3 separate regions of the Zea mays genome follow, and regions 2 and 3 are each linked to region 1. A link is a contact called in public Hi-C data. All regions are on one chromosome and are shown on one strand. The core of a region is the stretch at or near the end of the contact, and the rest is flanking DNA. Distances in the headings are between cores, read along the strand shown.

Region 1 (3,654 bases), core at 644-3,143:
AGCGGCGACGGTGGACCGGTGGTGGTGGACTGCAGACTGCTGCTGCTTTGTTTCTACTCCTCGCGCCGGATCGGGGCCCGCGCCGCATGACTTCCGTGGTCCCCACGCGACACTAAAAGTGGCCCCCTTTTTTTTTTTCCTTTGACGCTTTTGCAGCCAAACCGCGAGAGAAGTGTGAGCCGCTTCCGCGCCGCCCCCGGCTTGGACATCGCTACGTACCACCAAACCACTAGACTAGTAGCTGGCTTTCCCGTGGCTTTTGCCATTATGGCCATGTCGTCGTCCATGCGGCACCGCCGGGTCTGCTGCAGTTGCCTCCTCCAATTCCCTCCCTGCGCGATTCGTTCATTCACTCACAGAGGAAAAAGGACTGCAGGCGCCCAGGCACTAGTCTCTGCCTCTGCATTGCGCACACATGGCAGGGCCCGGGGGCCCAGGGGCACGTGACTTGCCGCGGCCTTGCCTTGCCTTGCCTTGCCGGCCAAGGAAAACAGGCGCGTGCACCGTGCACCGGCTCCCGCGTCCTCATTCCTAGTCTTCAGACGCGCTCGATCGGTGTTGTTCGGGAATCGAACAAACGGATCGGATCGCACCGCACCGCACCTGATACTCATACTCCCATCAATCGATCAACCAACAAAGTTAAAGCCGAGGTCTCCGTATCGGAGAACACATGACCTGCAGTCGTGGGACTAAAGAAAATCGCGCATTATAAATTATTTTAAATAGATGTAGCCTTTTACCTTTGCATGCGTCCCTTTTTTTTCCTCCCGGAAGGAGACGAGATTACTGCAAACAATCATAAACTTATGTGCAATCAGGTCTTCTAGACGGAAACGAAAGGTATTCATCTAACTGCCAGTTGCCATTTGTCTGGCTAGGCAAGAAACACATTCAACAATATTTGGTAGCTTTGTTGCCTCCCACGGTTTTTCAGTTTTTTTTGTTAAAAAAATCCCCCTCCCCGCCCAAAAAAAAAACTAAGTGAGCTAAAATCGTTCTTTAAGGGCTAGTTTAGAAGCCACAAAACCGGAGGGTATTCGAGGGCTAAAATCCCCCTCCTTATTCAAAATTGAATAAGAAGTGAATTTTAGCTCCTCCAAATCTCCTCCGTTATTTGGACTTCCAAACTAGCTCTAAAATTTCCCAGTCTAGTTTTGTCGAGCGAGATGGAAAAAATGCCTACAAATTGCGTCTTACAATCCCGATGTTCCCTCCTGCTACCTATACTGTGGTCGGCATCGCAGAAAACAGTGTTATTCATGCACCACATCGTGCCAGGAAACGACAAGAAAACTGAAGCGGCACAGGCTGCTGGCTGCTACAGTTTGTACAGCCTGGACTGGAGTAGCTAGCCACCGTCAGGTCCAGCGGAGGGAGGGGATGTTTCGTGCACTGTACTGTACGCGCAGCGAGACTCGTACGTCGCACGTACAGAATGTTCAAACCGGGCATGAATGCATGCACCACGTCCTGACAATACTCTACTGCAAGAGGACGACAGCATGCACGAGGTCGATGTGCACATACTGCTGGAGTATGTGCGCGCACGGCGTGGCGTTCTTGCCCGGCCCGCCCCCAAACTGGCACCATGCGGCGGTGTGCTAGGCTGCCGAACGCGGCACGCGCAGCGCAGGTCCGTCGAGTGGCGCCTAGCGAGCGCACCAAGGGGGGGCACGGCACGCCGAGCCGCGCGCGACGAAGGAATAGCTTGGGCCGGCACGGCAACCCCACCGCCTCAGCCCGTCCGCCCGCCCGTCACCAAACGCCGATTAAATTTAATACCCTTAAAAGCGCCCGCGCGACCCAGTCGAGCCGGCCCCGCATCCCATTCCGTGCCACCGCCGCCGCGCTGCGTCTGCGTCTGCGTGCGTCGCCCGCAGTGTCCGCAGCCAGAACCAGCGCACGCGCTGCTCCGCCGACGCCGAAGCCTCGTCCGCGAGCGCGTGGGGCTAAGCAAGCACTCGAGCTCCCTCGAGCGGCGGGTGCAGTGCAGCCAGGCCGCGCGCGCCGCAGCATGAACGGCGTCGGCGACGCGCACGCGGCCGCGGCCGCGGCCGCCATGGTGCAGCAAACGCTGGGGATGTCGCTGCCGATGGCGGCGTTCGTGCCCGAGCAGGGCAGCGCCAATAGGCTGACCAGGCCGCCGGGGCTGCCGCCGCTGCCGCAGGCGTTCGCGGCCCAGCAGCGCGGGGACGTGTGCATGGAGGCCGTCGACCCCGCGGCTGGCCCGCGCAAGGCGCACCGGCGCTCCCGCAGCGACGTCCCGTTCGGCTACTTCCCGCCGGCGGGCCACCACCAGCTCCCGCCGCCCAAGGTGGAGGCCGGCTGGGGCGGCCACCTCCCCGCCGGCGGCGGCGGCGGCGGCGACGACGACCTGTTCAACGCGTACCTCAACCTGGAGGGGCTGGACGGGCTCAACTCCTCCGACGACCGCCTCGACGACGGGGACAGCCGCGGCAGCAGCATGAGGACCAACGGCGCCGACAGCAGCGAGAACGAGTCGGAGGAGTGCGCCGCCGACAGCCGCGCCGGGATCCGCCTCTGCGCCGCCGCTGCCGACAGGCGGGAGGGGCTCAAGAGGGCCGCCGCTGCGCCCGTGGCGCGCCACGCCAGGAGCCTGTCCATGGATAGCCTCATCGGCAAGCTCAACTTCTCCGCCGGCGCGACGGGCGCCGCTAGCGGCGTCATTCCGGGACCCAACAGGTTCAGCCTCGAGTTCGGCACCGGCGAGTTTTCGCCGGTCGAGATGAAGAAGATCATGGCCGACGAGAAGCTGGCCGAGATGGCGCTCGCCGACCCCAAGCGCGTCAAGAGGTAAGACCGCTACCCGATGCCACTCATCTTAAATCTTTGGGACCCCCGCGCGTGGGCGTGGCTCCCTCCCATTGTTCTTGCTACTTCTTTGGACCCGTCGAACTGGCAAAATGTTTAGCTTCGGACTGATCGAGCTGCGGTGCGGTTCGTCGCTTGCTAGGGTGCTGGCCAACAGGCAGTCGGCGGCGCGGTCCAAGGAGCGCAAGATGCGATACATTGGCGAGCTGGAGCACAAGGTGCAGATCCTGCAGACGGAGGCCACCACTCTCTCCGCCCAGCTCACGCTTCTTCAGGTACCTAGCTACTCTCCCCTACGCTAATCTCTAATGCACTTTGAATTGCAGCGAAATCCTCCGTATCATCGTTCGTGCGTGTGCGACTCGATCACAACTTCTTCTTCTTATTTTGTCCTCACAGCGGGACTCCGCGGGGATCGCGACGCAGAACAACGAGCTCAAGTTCCGGCTGCAGGCCATGGAGCAGCAGGCGCAGCTGCGTGACGGTGCGTCGTCTCATCATCTCACTCACCTGCACACCTGCTTCTTCCTCGCTGTGTTCGTCAACGTCCGGCCGGCGGTGTGCTGGGCACTATGAGTTGTAGCATGCTAGAATGCTAGGTACAAGTCTTGGATAAGCAATAAGTTAGCAGAAGCAACTCCAATATTGACATGCTGGCTTGTCCGGCCCAGTTCGTGTGCCCACGGTTTGTGAAAGCCTGAATCGTGGGTGAGCTCGTGTTGGCATTTGGAGACAGCCGGCTTGGTGGTTGGCTGATTTTCTATGCGATCCCCTCGCGCGATACCGGTAGTCGTTAGCATGTACTGCTACTGGAGCCTA
Region 2 (3,558 bases), core at 193-2,692, 200 kb after region 1:
CATAATTACTACTGAATAAAGGATATGTAGGCATTACACAATTAGAGATTTACCCCAAGAAGATTCTTTTTAACATAGTCAACCACGAGGGTTCTTGAGTCCCCAATACCCAGTAGGCAGTAGAAGCTTGTTTTGTTTCCACTTTTATCGTCAATAGATGTTATCAATACTTACCGATTAAATTCACATCCTTTGGTATATGAACTTTATTGCTACCAAGAAGTATGGGCTTTCTGGACATGTACCATCTGAGGTTGGTATGCTTGCAGCTTTAGCTATACTAGACCTCTGAAGTAACAAACTGAATGGTACTGCCACAGAAAAAACACTATGAAATTGAAGCACCTATATTTATCTGGGAATTCCTTGACCTTTGCGGTCCTCGTGCTTGTAAACGCTCTTTATCAGGAAGTTGCAGTTCTCCTTTTAATATCGTGTTTGGTATTCAAAAGGTTGCCGAGGATTATCAATGAAGTCATACCCTTCATAAGTTACAGGGAGTGCTTTTGTAGTATATTATATTTGGTAACCAACAACTTATATCATAGACTTGTATCAAGACTAGGCTTCCAATAGGTACAGCCATATAGTCATATAGTCATAAGATTTAAAATGTAAGATAGTTCATATGCGTGTTGTTCCTGCATTTTTTGACTCGTAACTAATTTTGTTTGTTCACGATGTGTCGCAGGTTAGCGCTGTGTCGTGGTGGAGACTTTAAAGATGTTCATGCCACGTCTACACTTCCCGTCTCTGATTATGGATTAAGTCTTTCCTCCCTGATGTTTAGCCAGTGCGTGATGTTACCCACTAGGTCTAGCCGTAGTCAATGCCTGCACAACCACAACCCGCTCTTGTGTATTTTGCGTTTGCGGATCACGTCGTATATTATTTTGGTCCTTCTATATTCATGCTACAAGGCTGCAAATCGTGATGCTCATACATTTATGTAACCAGTAACCTATAACGACTTTGATTTATATTATATTTTGTAACTGTGAACTTGACTATCGTAGATATGTAGCTTGCATCACCGCAAGATCTGCCACTCGAACGATTTTTTAGTATACGATTGTGCTACAATAACTGTAGCGTTCGATAGGGCGCTGCCCTATTCTAGTACTCTTTACTTACAGTGGCGGTGCGTGGGACACGGCGACAGTCCGACGACAGGTCGGGTGGGCAGTGCGGCGGTGGGTGGGCGTGGGGTGGGTGCGCCGGCCGGTCGACGGGCGGCAGCGGCTAGTCGGGCATGAGAGGAAGGGAAGGAGAGAATGGAGAAAGAAGATGAGCCCGAGCATAAATACTAGCTCGGCACCAAGATTCGTGATGCCGAGCTAGTTTGCCACATGGGTTGTCCTGTTATCTATCTCGCAACTCGGTGTCATAACCTATGACGCAGAGCATAGGTTTAAAACCTAAACGTAAACTTTTTATAAGAAAAACTAAAATACAAAAAAATTCGGCCGACTCACGTGAGGCCACGACCCGTCACTACGGCCGACCCCGACTCGGCGGCTGCACCGCAATCCGACCGACCGCCGTCCGTCCCTCTCCACGCCGTCTGCCGCCGCATCAATCCAGCAGGCAGCGACCTAGGGGCTGTCCGTGTCCGGTTGGGAGGCGCCGGGCGCACTGGGGTGGGCGGCTGCCCGCCTGGCCGGCCAGCCGTAAGCGCCGAGCGGCGTGCCGGCATCTCCGTTGCGGTGTGGGCAAGGCACCAGCGGCCAGGTCCGCAGGAGCTCGGGATCGGGCTTGGTATGTGCAGGGGCGATTCCAGGGAGGGGCACAGGGGTGCAACGTCCCCCCTAATCCTCCCCAAATTCCATAAGAGCTACTACTTTTTTAGCTAATTACCATGTAAATAATATAAAATACCTCTTAATAGCCCCCCCTCAATCTGATTTACCCCCTCAAACTCAAATTCTGGCTTCGCCCCTGGGTATGTGGGTGATTTGGATGCTCAAGAAAATTCACCAGCTCCGCCGATGCACTCATGCCACCAAAAGCCACATGCTAGTTTTCTAGATCCACGTCTAGATGCATCTGTATGTTCTGAGCTCCTGGTACACCCTTGCCGGTTAATTGGCCACTCTTATTCAAATACATCTTCGTAACTTCATGCATCCGGTGGTTGTTTTCTGTTGCAACTTGCAAACTACATAAGCACACAATGCTTATATTGGCTATTCTATAGTTTGGCTTTGTGATACTTGTTGCTATTCTTGTAGTACACTAAAATGTTGTATGATCATCCGGCAGTTTGTTTGAATAGGTATAAACATGATATTTACTGATTACCAAGTCGAGGTTTCGATCGATCGATTTTTACACTGCATTTACCGATTATAAAGTGCTTGCCAAATGAACTGTATGAATGCTACTGGCATCGCTGACCTGATTATGCTGTTGCAGTGCTGAGCATTGTGGGCGCAACTGTTAGAGATCCGACTTTATTCCTGAAGGCATTTGTCTGAACTTTTTCGGAAATGAGTGCCGGTAAGGTGCACTGGCTTTAGGGTTTAACCTCTTAAAATTGTTTTCTATTTAAAATTTACTATTTTAATTTATATTTTTTACACAGATCTGAATAACTTTGTGAGTTTTCACAGGTGGTGCTTTTGGTGGAAATAGGGGGCTGAGGCCTGTACCCCCTGAAAAAGGTGTATTCCCATTGGACCACTTACATGAGTGCGACTTGGTAAGGCTAAGGCTGAAGAATTCTATCAGTTACCACTGCTGCTGTACACTTTTTGTATTAGTGACAGTAACTATTCAAACAGGAGAAGAAAGACTATCTTGCCTGCCTGAAATCTACAGGGTTTCAATCTGAAAAATGTCGACAGTTCTCAAAGAAGTATCTGGAATGTCGAATGGAGAGGTTGGCATGCTTAGTTCATATTGTCTATATGCTAATTTCATATCTGTAAAAGTTTCCTGATATAGGCACATAACCTCATTTTTGGCTTATATATATTTTCTAAACCTAGGGGTAATTTAGCTTTTGCGCTTAGCATGCTACATTCTACAAAATTAATGACCAAAGGAAGCTATAGAAACATATTAATATGTATGAAGTGAAGCCAAAATATCGGTAACTATCCAAGTTTCTAGATAGTTGGCCTTTTGGTTGAAACTAATTCTCTTTCCTACACTCAAATCCTTTCAGCATCCTTTTTTTTGTTAGCAAATACTGTATGTCTCTTTTGGGCACTTAATAATTCAAGATTTAGTGAACATGCTCCCCAAGCTACATCATGTTATGATCCATTTTGAGTTGAGTGAAGCAAGGGCCATTTCTACAGTAGTCTGCAGCAAACAAATTGGGCCTCCTGGCACACTCAGTTGTTTGCATCCTCGGGCACAACACATATGCAATGTGCCACATCGAGAGTCGAGACCGGTGTTTGGTGATTATGTGTGGTAACCAGTTCACCAACCACAACTCCACAAGTGGGCAACTCCTACTTTTAGTGCATGTACTGATTTTGTTTTGAGAAATAACATTTTTGTCGTTTAATCTTGTAAATTCCTTCTGGCTCCAAGTTGAGCCTTGCG
Region 3 (3,253 bases), core at 374-2,873, 200 kb before region 1:
TATCAAGACCATGTGATAAATGAGTTAATTGGTAACATTCATATGAACCTAACACCTAAATAATAAGGCCCCAACTATCTAAATATATGCCAGGGTCTAAAAAACTAAGCCCACGACATGTTAAAAGCAATGTACAAAAGTAAAAGAGTAACAATATGACCCACTGAAAGTTTTGAGAGCCTTACGATCTTATCGAATAACTCGCCTCCATCAACAAATTCAAGAACCATGTATATCTTCGTCCTACTCGCCATAACCTATCAAATGCACACAAAATGATGGAATCATCAAAAGTTAATGAAACATGCATCATCACGTCTCACAAAAATATTATACCTCATGCAGCTGAACCACGTTGGGATGTTTGATTAGCTTCAAAGTCGAAATCTCCCGTTTGATCTGGAAGAACAAGAAGAGGTGCATTCACTTTCCAAAGTGAGGCTAAACAGTAAATGGAACTGTTGAAGCAACTTGACAGCAGACATCTAATGTTAGCATATTGATATTTCACCACACAAATTAAGGGCTGATAAAGAGGGTTTTTTTCTCTCATTCAGTAAACTGTATTGGGAAATATTAGCTCTTCAATACTCTCCCTGTCTTCAATCTTAAAAAAAAATGAGGAAGGGTTGATGAAGATTGTATTGGAATTAGCTCTTCAATATTCCCTGTCTTCAATGTCTAAAGAAATGAGGATGGGTCGATGAAGAGATTTTTGTTCATTCAGTAAAATTGCATCGGAAAATATTAACCCGATCTTCATTACTCCATGTCTTCAATCTCAATCTAAAAAAAGGAACACTGGGAGCGTATAGTTCTTCCTTGTGGGCAGGGGCGACCGCAGGGAGGGGGGGGGGGGGGGGGGGGCACAGGGGCCAATGTCCCCCCTAATACTCCCCTAATTCTATAGGGACTGTTAGTTTCTTTAGCTAATTCTCATGTAAATGATAAAAAAATGCTTCTAACAGACCCCAATTTGGTCCCCTAATTTCAGATCCTAGCTTCGCCCCGTCCCATCCTATCTAATTCTCCACACCAATCAAAAGCTTAAGCAAAGCTGGGCACTCGATCAGACGCATGATGTCTCGTCACAGACAATCCTCTCGGCCACGACAGAGACGTCAAAGGATATTCTTCGACCATCACACGTGACTGACATGCGAACAAATTATAAATTACAGAGAGATCTTCCTGTGGCAGCTCCAGGATTTTTAAATTCCCCCGAGGCTAAATTGATTCCAGCGGTCTGCGAAGGGGAGAGAAAGGGGGGAAGGATTCCAGGCACGGAGCGAGGAGAGGGATGGACCTGCTCGACCATCTTGTGGCGGAGAACGTGGCTGCGGTCGAGCACCTTGATAGCGCGGACGGCGCCCGTGCGGGAGTCGTGGGCGTGCTTCACCTTGGCGAAGCTGCCCTCCCCGATGGTCTTGCCGACCTCGTACGGCCCCACCCGCGTCTTCCTCCCCGCCGCCGCGGGCTCCGCCATACTTCGGGGGGCTCGGCTCGGACCGGCGGACGATCGGACGAAGAAGCGGACAGGCAAGGCGCGCGCGACGAGGTGCCGCGGCTCGCTGGGTTTGCGTTGGCTTGCTCGGCTGGTTCGACGGGCAGGGAGCAGTGAATTTTGCTCTCGCGACCTCCGCTCCGCGCGCCTGCGGCTTTATAGAGCCGCGGCGCTGGGTGTCGCTTGCGCTGGTGAGCCGGTCCGGTCAGTACCGTAACCGTAAGTCCGTAACGTTTAAGAATCGTTTTGCTCTTAATTTATATGTATTAGAATAAGATTAGGTGAGTTTTAATCTTAAACAAGTTAAAATCTTTCATAATTTTTTTTTCAATATCATCAAATCGATATTGGATAAGAATAACTGAACAAGCACTAAAATTACAGCGGATCGGGTACCATAGGTAAGCCAATTCTTCGTTCACCAGGATATGCATGCCTCTACTTGGTACTTATACCTGCGATAGGTTACGAGTAAAATTCCATGATTGTGCCTGTATCCGCCAGATACCGTTACTCTAAACAAATACCATGTGACTATGTTCATTTTACTTAGAACAACAAACATGTTGGTAGATATAACACAAATGTCGGGTACCGTAATTAGGGGTACTCCCAACACTCCTAAATACGGCTGGTAACCACCATCAGCACAAGCTGCAGAGACTGATGAACACGATTCAGGTCAAGACTTCGTCTGCTCAAGGAACGCGATCTCGCCCCACCCGAGCCCAGCCTCGGGCGGGAACAGTAGTCCCAGACAAATTCTCGCCTCGCCCGAGGGCTTCTTCAAGCAATGGACGCTTTCTCGACTCGCCCGAACCCCAGCTCGGGCAGGCTTCGTTGTGAAGCAACCTTGGCCAAATCGCCTCACCAACCGACCGTATCGCAGGCGCATTCAATGCGAGGATCGCCTGACGCCTTATCCTGACACACGTGCCTCAGTCGGCAAGGTCGAAGTGACCACAGTCACTTCGCCCTTCCACTGATCGACATGACAGGAAAACAGCGCTACTCGCCCCGCTCCGACTGTTGTTCCACCCGTCAGATTGAGGCTGGCAACAGCCAAGTTCAGCCTCAGGCGCAACAGGAAGCTCCGCCTCGCCCGACCTTGGGCCTCGGCCTCAGGAGGAGGTCTCCGCCTCGCCCGACCATAGGGCTCGGCCCCCGCTTCGGCCTCGGAAGGTGGTCTCCGCCTCGCCCGCCCCCAGGGCTCGGCCTCAACCTCGGCCTCGGAATGAGGACTCCACCTCGCCCGACCCCAGGGCTCAGCCTCAACCTCGACCTCGGGAGGAATCGCGTCCTCGCCCGACCCCGGCCTCGGCCTCAGGAGAAGTCTCCGCCTTGCCTGACCTTGGGCTCGGACCGACCACGCCACGGGGGGATACATCATTACCCTACCCCTAGCTAGCTCAGGCTACGGGGAACAAGACCGGTGTCCCATCCAGGCTCGCCCCGGTAACAAGTAATGATGGCTCCCCGCGTGCGTCCATGACGACGGTGGTTCTCAGCCCCCTACGGAAGCAAGGAGACGTCAGCAAGATCCCAGCAGCCCCGACAGCTGTGCTTCTACAGGGCTCAAGCGCTCCTCCGACGGCCACGATACCGCGCACACAGGGCTCTAGCACCTCTCCGACAGCCACGTTGGCATGTACACAGGGCTCAGGCACCTCTCTGCCGGACATGTTAGCGCATAGCTACACCCCCATTGTACACCTGGACCCTCTCCTTGCATCTATAAAAGGAAGGTTC

Evidence for each region. A called contact is a pair of places that touch in the nucleus more often than the background predicts.
Region 2: a Hi-C map of ear shows a contact between it and region 1, with 3 times the contacts expected there. The contact joins the promoter of LOC109942738 here to the promoter of LOC100285278 in region 1. A contact is called at or near these places in 2 of 25 Hi-C or Micro-C datasets (ear and leaf).
Region 3: a Hi-C map of bundle sheath shows a contact between it and region 1, with 1.7 times the contacts expected there. The contact joins the promoter of LOC100381968 here to the promoter of LOC100285278 in region 1. A contact is called at or near these places in 4 of 25 Hi-C or Micro-C datasets (bundle sheath, ear, leaf and 1 more).

The regions. Positions count from the first base shown.
Region 1 is chr1:5,768,418-5,772,071 of Zm-B73-REFERENCE-NAM-5.0, forward strand. It overlaps LOC100285278, which reads left to right and starts at 1,894. Exons shown (of 4, transcript NM_001367218.1): 1 at 1,894-2,817; 2 at 2,978-3,110; 3 at 3,235-3,319. The coding sequence starts at 2,018.
Region 2 is chr1:5,972,601-5,976,158 of Zm-B73-REFERENCE-NAM-5.0, forward strand. LOC109942738 (cytochrome c oxidase assembly protein COX19) reads left to right here and starts at 1,443. Exons shown (of 5, transcript XM_020544959.2): 1 at 1,443-1,758; 2 at 2,416-2,499; 3 at 2,613-2,701; 4 at 2,784-2,881. The coding sequence starts at 2,490.
Region 3 is chr1:5,566,671-5,569,923 of Zm-B73-REFERENCE-NAM-5.0, forward strand. It overlaps LOC100381968 (putative CBL-interacting protein kinase family protein), which reads right to left and starts at 1,624. Exons shown (of 14, transcript NM_001174740.1): 1 at 1,307-1,624; 2 at 337-399; 3 at 186-257. The coding sequence starts at 1,486.